2 separate regions of the Sus scrofa genome follow, and region 1 is linked to region 2. A link is a contact called in public Hi-C data. All regions are on one chromosome and are shown on one strand. The core of a region is the stretch at or near the end of the contact, and the rest is flanking DNA. Distances in the headings are between cores, read along the strand shown. Region 1 has its middle 130 kb from the start of SPRY2. Region 2 has its middle 260 kb from the start of NDFIP2.

Region 1 (3,383 bases), core at 284-2,783, 270 kb before region 2:
CAGGTGCTGTGGGTGAGGCCCTAAAAAGCCAAAAAAAAAAGATAGAGCAAAGATGCTCCGCAGACTTCTTGGTGATGAATCTAACTATACGATGTGACTCTAATACCTTTCTGACAACATTCTTTCCAAACATAGAGGTGACAACCCTTAAAAACTGAAGCGCGCAGGCATCCAAGCGCAAGCTGGCTAGTACAAGCTGCCTCCACCTCGGCTGGCACAGAAGCACAAGTGGCAAGGGGGACTGCCAGGCCTGGCAGGACCACGCCCCAGGTGGCCTTGGGAGTACTTTTCAAGAGAACAGTTTCAGAGTGTAACTAGAGGTCAGTTCCAGCAAGGTCCTCCAAATGCAGCAAACCAGACAAAACAGACCTAGGATGAGCTGAAACAGAGGTCAGGAAATGGCTGCATTAGTGGAGTTGCTGCTGTGGCGCAGTGGGTTAAGGATTGGGTGTTGCTGCACCTACAGTGTAGCCTGGGAACTTCCATATGATTTGAGGGGAAAAGAATCGGCTACCTTGGAAAGGAAAAGGAAAAAAAGAGGAGGCTGGACGATATATCAGGGCCTAGAGGGGGGATGTGGACAGATCGGGTGTATGAAGACAAGAGGGTGAAGATTAGATTTCCCTGGAGTTATCGTCCACTAGGTATGCTTTTATGTCCCTGCCTTTTAGAGACTAGGTCTCAAAAGACCAGCATCTCATGACGGAATAATTGATGATTCGTGAGTCTTTAACTTAATGACATTTGATGCCATATTATTACAGAACTACCCACTGTTCTTAGAGACTCTGCTGGCTTTTTCGTTGCTTCTTGATTTCACTTCTGATTTCTCCCTCCTTTCCTTCCTTCCTTTCTTCCTACCTTCCTTCCTCTCTCCCCCATCTTTCTTCTTTCTTTCTTTTCTTCCTTCCTTCCTCTTCTTCTTCTTCTTCCTTCCTTTCTTTCTTTTTCCCTTCCGTCCTTCCTTCCTTCCTTTTATTTGGCTTCTTAGGGCCACACCCGCAGCATGTGGCGGTTCCCAGGCTAGGGGTCGAATCAGAGCTACAACTGCAGGCCTATGCCACAGCCACCGCAACGCGGGATCTGAGCTGCATCTGTGAGCTACACCACAGCCCACGGCAACGCTGGATCCTTAACCCACTGAGCAAGGCCAGGGATCGAACCCACAACCTCACAATTACTAGTTGGATTCGTTTCTGCTGCGCCACAATTGGGACTCCATCCATCCTTCCTTCCATTCTTTCTTTCTCCCTCCTTCCCTCCCTCCCTCTTTCTCTCTTTCCTTCCTTATTTCCTTCCTTCCTTTCTCCCCCCACTCCTTCTCTCTCTCTTTAATGGCTTGTTCCTCTATCCTATATTGCTGGGTGCAAGTTTCAGGTCAGCCGTTACATTTGTACTGGCCCTGAAATCTAGCCGCACATCTGGTGTTTCCTAGAGCAAGTCCCTAGAGGGCTCCAGGCTTCTTTAGGCCTCCTGTTAGCATAGCATAGTCCTGACTCTACAAAGTGCATCATAACTCCTCATGTCTTTTCCTGGGTGTGCTCTTTCAAAGTAGAGTCATAAGCGCATGGAATTTCCTGAACGACTCTCAAGGGCTTACAATGACTGCAGCCAAATGTTGCGTTGGGAGAGTTTCCCAGAACAATATGAGAATATCTGTAGTACAAACTGTTGCAGAGCACAAAATGCTCAGTTTTATTAGTCACATATCATAGTTACTGTACAGCCGTCCCATGAGACCTCAAACTTAAGTTCAAAATGAATCTAACCCATACACGGTCTTCTCTCTGCGTTTCTACCACCCAGCTAATTTCAGCACCAGACCCCCAGTCGGAGAGAATAGCTTGTCCAATTGACACCATCCTGATCCTTGCTGCCTCAGAACCAGTGAGTTGCTACATCGGCGCCCCCCACCCCCACCTGCCCTCTTCCTCCCAAGTGAAGCCTTCATCCCTTCCCACATGAACTACTGCGATGCTGTGAACCCTGCTCAACTTCAACTCCACGAAGCTGCAAACGCTTGCCCTGCTGCCAGGGTAATCTTCCAAAACACATTTCCGATAATGTTCTTCTCTCACAATGTTTTCATAGCTTTGCATTGTTTAAAGAAATAAATTCCAACTTTAATAGCCTGACATCTGGTTTCTACATGCCTTTCAATCTTTTCTCTTGCTGCCGTCCTGTACGATGAGAGCTGGTCAAACCATCTTATCCTTCTCTGAGCTTATTTGACCTTTCGTGTCCTTGCGTACTGTTTCTGCTTATCTTTGGTGCTGTTCTTCCCTTTGCGTCTTCGTTCCTGCTGGGGATCTGGCGCTCAGTATTCATTTAATGATTGAAACAAGACGTGAACAAACCTACTCTTTCCTCATTATTTATTTGTAGAAGATGGAGAACCATAAGCTAAGAGTGAACACAATTAGTATATTTTGGATCGTTGAATACTTTTGTCTAGAGGTGGCTGAGAGATCTCTGTGAATCTGAAAGGGAAAGAGGTGTCTTGGATAAAACTTCCTGCTGCACCTCCCCCAGCCCTACCCAATCCCCATCTTCTCCTTCTTTCAAATTAATAGTTTCAGCTATTAATGGATGGATGCCTAGCTAACCACTACATTACCAGCCTCTCTTGCAGCTATAAATGGCCATCTAAGTATTAGCCAATCATCTGGGAACACAATGGATGGTACTCTCTGTGGGTTTACCCTTAAAATAACTAGATGTGTGCTCCTCTAGGCTGTTCTCACTTTCCATATGCCTGAGAGAGGGTGCAACTAGAATGCAGTCTTAGGTCTGCAATGGGGCATTAGAAGATGGCAGGGATAACTCCACCCTTAGAATATTCCTTAATTCTATACCATTAGAGCACTACAGTTCAAGGGCATCATATTATAGCACCTTAGCCTGTATCCTAACCCATACGCTTTCCTTTTTCCTTAAAAAATAATCATTTTTGTTCAGGATGATTATGTACTCAATTAAAATTCATTATCACCTCGGACCCTCCTGTAGCTCTAGCAGCCATAACATCCATTTGGGGCTCTGAGATACGACCAGGATATTTCTGAGAGGAGCTTCCAGAAACTGTCTATTCTCCTGATAAAAAGGAATAGACTAACATATGGCATGTTCCCCCCTTTGTCTTTGAAATTTTTCTTCTTGCCTGGGAGCCATTTATGATGCTGTTTTTGTACTGATTCCCTATTGAAAATTCAAATCCCTCATCTCACGATAGCTAAAACACTGTTAGATTTTATATTTCCTACATAGGACATTCCAAGTTATTGATCTAATGAATGGGTGCACATTTAACAAAAACACTGATTTGGAGATGTGCATTAGGCAAGACTTTGCTTTTTAGAACCACCCTGGGCTGATCACCTCGG
Region 2 (3,329 bases), core at 568-3,067:
TAGCTGATCTTAGCCAGGCTTGGTTATGCATTTGTGGCAGTGGTGGTTCACCTGGGGCTGGGCTGTCCGGGATGGTCTCAGCTAGAATAACTCATTTCTTTTACCTTTTTCTCATCCTCCTGACTTGCCTTGTCTTGTCATCATAGTGAAGCAGAGTTTCCAGAGAATTTCAGGGAAATACATGGCCTCTTGAGGACTAGACTAGGAACTGGGCCAATGTCATATATATCTCAATCTATTGGCCAAAGCAAATACAGCTGAAATTCAAAGGGTTGAGAAGTAAACCCCAAATCCCAAATCTTTGTGTGACACAAAGATGCAAAGGGCATAGATATAGGGAGGTCATTACTTGGGGCCACTTTTGCAACCAATCTACCACATATTAGGCAACTACCATTTTAATAATTAACAAACTTTTTTTAGGCATTTACTTTGTGCCAGGTCCTACTCCAGAAGCCAAGGATACAGCAGGCAGCGGTACCAACAAAAACTCAATTCTCAAAAAGCTAGATTTCTACAGGGGAAGACAGGGAACAAATTAAAAAGGAAAGTAAAATATATTGTTTGTCATGATAAGGCCACTAAGAAGTGAATAAACGTAAAGAAGGGGGGAGTTCCTGCTGTGGCACAGTGGGTTAAGAATCCGTCTGCAGTGGCTCAAGTCACTGCGGAGGACAGACGTTCAATCCCCAGCCTGGCTCAGTGGGTTAAAGGATCCCACGTGGCCTCAGCTGTGGTATAGGTTGTAGCTGCAGCTCAGATGCAATCCCTGGCCAGGGAACTTCTATATGCCATGGGTGTGGCCATGAAAGGAAGTAAGGAGGGAAGGAGGGAAGGAGGGAGGGAAGGAAGAGAGGGAGGAAGGAAGGAAGGAAAGGAGGAAGGGAGGGAGGAAGAAATAAAAGAAAAAAAGGTAAGGAGGAGATGAAGGTTGACTGTAGGGGACATTTTACATTGCGTGGCCACAGAAGGAGACATAAAAGGGATGAAAGCATGGACTCTGAGGAATGGGGGGGGTCCATGGGGTTGGGGGGGAGAGTTTTCCAGGTAGAGGGAAGAGCACATGCACTGGCAGTGAGGGGGAAGTGTGCCTGGTACTTCTCAGGAGTAGTGAGGTGAGTGTGGCTGGAGTACCCTGAGCACTGGGGTGAGGAGTGGGAGAAGAAATGCAGTGAAAGAAACAGGAGGGGAGGAGCTCCCATTGTGGCGCAGCAGAAACAAATCCAACTAGGATCCATGAGGATGTGGGTTCGATCCCTGGCCTCACTCAGTAGGTCAGGAATCCAGCATTGCCATGAGCTATGGTGTCAAGTAGGTTGCAGATGCGGCTGGGATCTTGAATTGCTGTGGCTGTGGTGTAGGCTGGCAGCTGTAGCTCTGATTGGACCCCTAGCCTGGCAACTTCCATATGCCACAGGTGTGGCCCTAAAAACCAAAGGAAAAAGAAAAAAGAAAAGAAAGAAAAGAAAAAAGAAATGGGAAGAGGGTGGCAAGGAGGATTTTGTCTTTTACTCCAATTTAGAGGGCGAAGCTGTTGCAGAGTCTGCATGAGAAATGACATAATTGACTTAACAGAACAAGGAAGGCAGCGGCCAGAAATAGACTGCAGGGCGCACAGGGCAGAAGGAAGACCAATTAGGAGCCTATGAGCACAGTGCTTTGATATCCCACGCAGACCTCACATTCTTCAGATCCCAATGTGCCTGCGAACCCAGAGCAACTCAGGTTTTTTTTTGGTTTCTCTCACTGCCCACTCTTTCCTCCTCTCCTTCCTGTGTTTTTTATAGAAGTGACGTAACACCACTTTGGGTCCTGTTTCTAATACATTCCTCAGCTGCCACCCGAAGGTGAAGGTCTTAATTGTCACACAGTTTCTCACAGGAACTGGCATCTTTGGAACATTTTGAAAAGGCCTCTCTGAAATCTAACATCTCAGAATGAAGTCCACTTCTTTGTAGTATTTAATGCAATTTTAGATGTTCTCCAGACAACGGGGTGGAAGAGAAGGAAAATTTAATTGAAAGGTCTATATGTCGCTTGAGTTCAAAGGACTTGCGTACTACCTGTGTCACCTTAGGAAAACAGCCAAGCTGGTCTCTGCCTCTCATACCATCACCTAGAAAATGGGGATAAAATACTGATCATGACAGATGACAGTAAGGATTAAAATGAGAGGAGCTGTGTCTAGCATGGATACTAATTCTCTCCTTTTCAAAGTGGGTCATTTGGGATGGGGGAGATTTTTATGTGTGAGTAAAGTTACACTTTTTAAGTCAATTAATGCTAAGGTGGAGTGAATTCTTTTTTGTTTGGTTGGTTTTTGGCCATGCCAGCAACATGCAGAAGGTCCTGGACCAGAGATTGAACCTGGGCCATATAGTAAGCCCAGCCGCAGCAGGGACAATGCTGTGTCCTTAACCATTAGGCCACCAGGGAACTGCTGAATTCTTTTATATATGTATATATCACTGAATCTGAGTGAGGCTAAGACTGATAGGAGGCATCAGCTTGGTGCTCACACAGTATATCTTTGAGTGGTTTGGAAAATTTTCAACTCTGAAAAATTGCCCCCAAATAACCTACAATTTACCTCTGCCCTGGTCTGACTGCAACCCAACGGTTGCCAGGACTGAGGCATGGCTTTCAGGCCTCAGTGCGTAAAGGCCTTTGAGATAAGCGTCTCCTTTGCTCCTGGAGCCCCTACTTTATTGCCAGGGTCCTTCAAGCATCAGGTACTTTTCCTTCCTTCCTCACAGATACCTCCATTTACCCAAGTCAACAGTCTGCAAGGTAAACTCCGAGGTAGAAGACAGTGTTACAAGCTCCCACTTCCTCCAAAATAACAGTATAAACAACAAAGAATAGGCAAGGGTAACAAAAGAACAAATATGTAGAAATTACTACAGTTTCAGAAATCACATAATGTGCAGCTCAAAAAAAGTTGTTATAGAAGCTCTTGGCTGGTTCTAGAAATTGTCATAAAATATGGTCCAAACCTGTCTTGATTGGATGCTACATGGTCTTATTTTCATGCTGTGGTTTCCTTCATCCCTGAATCCCCCAAACAACTACTAGAAAAAAAATTTTTTACCAAAAATAAAAGTTTAACTTACAAAGACTCCAAACAACACTCTGAAAATCAGGTCAAATTTGTCTACGGCCATACCACCCTGAACATGCCTGATCTTGTCTGAAAATCAGGTCAATTTTATTTAAAATATTATATGTTGTAGGATTCAACTAAGAGCCCTATACCTAAACCACTTACTCTTTGAAAAATACTAGAATGATTGTTAAACAGGATGGGAAATCGGAATCATTAGTCCAAT

What was found. Hi-C and Micro-C count contacts between places; a contact is called where the count stands out from the background.
Region 1: a Hi-C map of embryonic fibroblasts shows a contact between it and region 2, with 2.5 times the contacts expected there. The contact joins two enhancer-like sites. A contact is called at or near these places in 3 of 47 Hi-C or Micro-C datasets (embryonic fibroblasts and heart right ventricle).

What each region holds. Positions count from the first base shown.
Region 1 is chr11:52,024,306-52,027,688 of Sscrofa11.1, reverse strand. No RefSeq gene overlaps it. Among named protein-coding and RNA genes, the nearest start is that of SPRY2, 130 kb to the left of the region's middle. Within about 2 kb of position 1,533, at least 11 of the 83 cell types and tissues checked have an H3K27ac peak or open chromatin away from gene starts, as enhancers often do. A contact at or near this core is called in embryonic fibroblasts, where this site is marked.
Region 2 is chr11:51,749,824-51,753,152 of Sscrofa11.1, reverse strand. No RefSeq gene overlaps it. Among named protein-coding and RNA genes, the nearest start is that of NDFIP2, 260 kb to the right of the region's middle. Within about 2 kb of position 1,817, at least 10 of the 83 cell types and tissues checked have an H3K27ac peak or open chromatin away from gene starts, as enhancers often do. A contact at or near this core is called in embryonic fibroblasts, where this site is marked.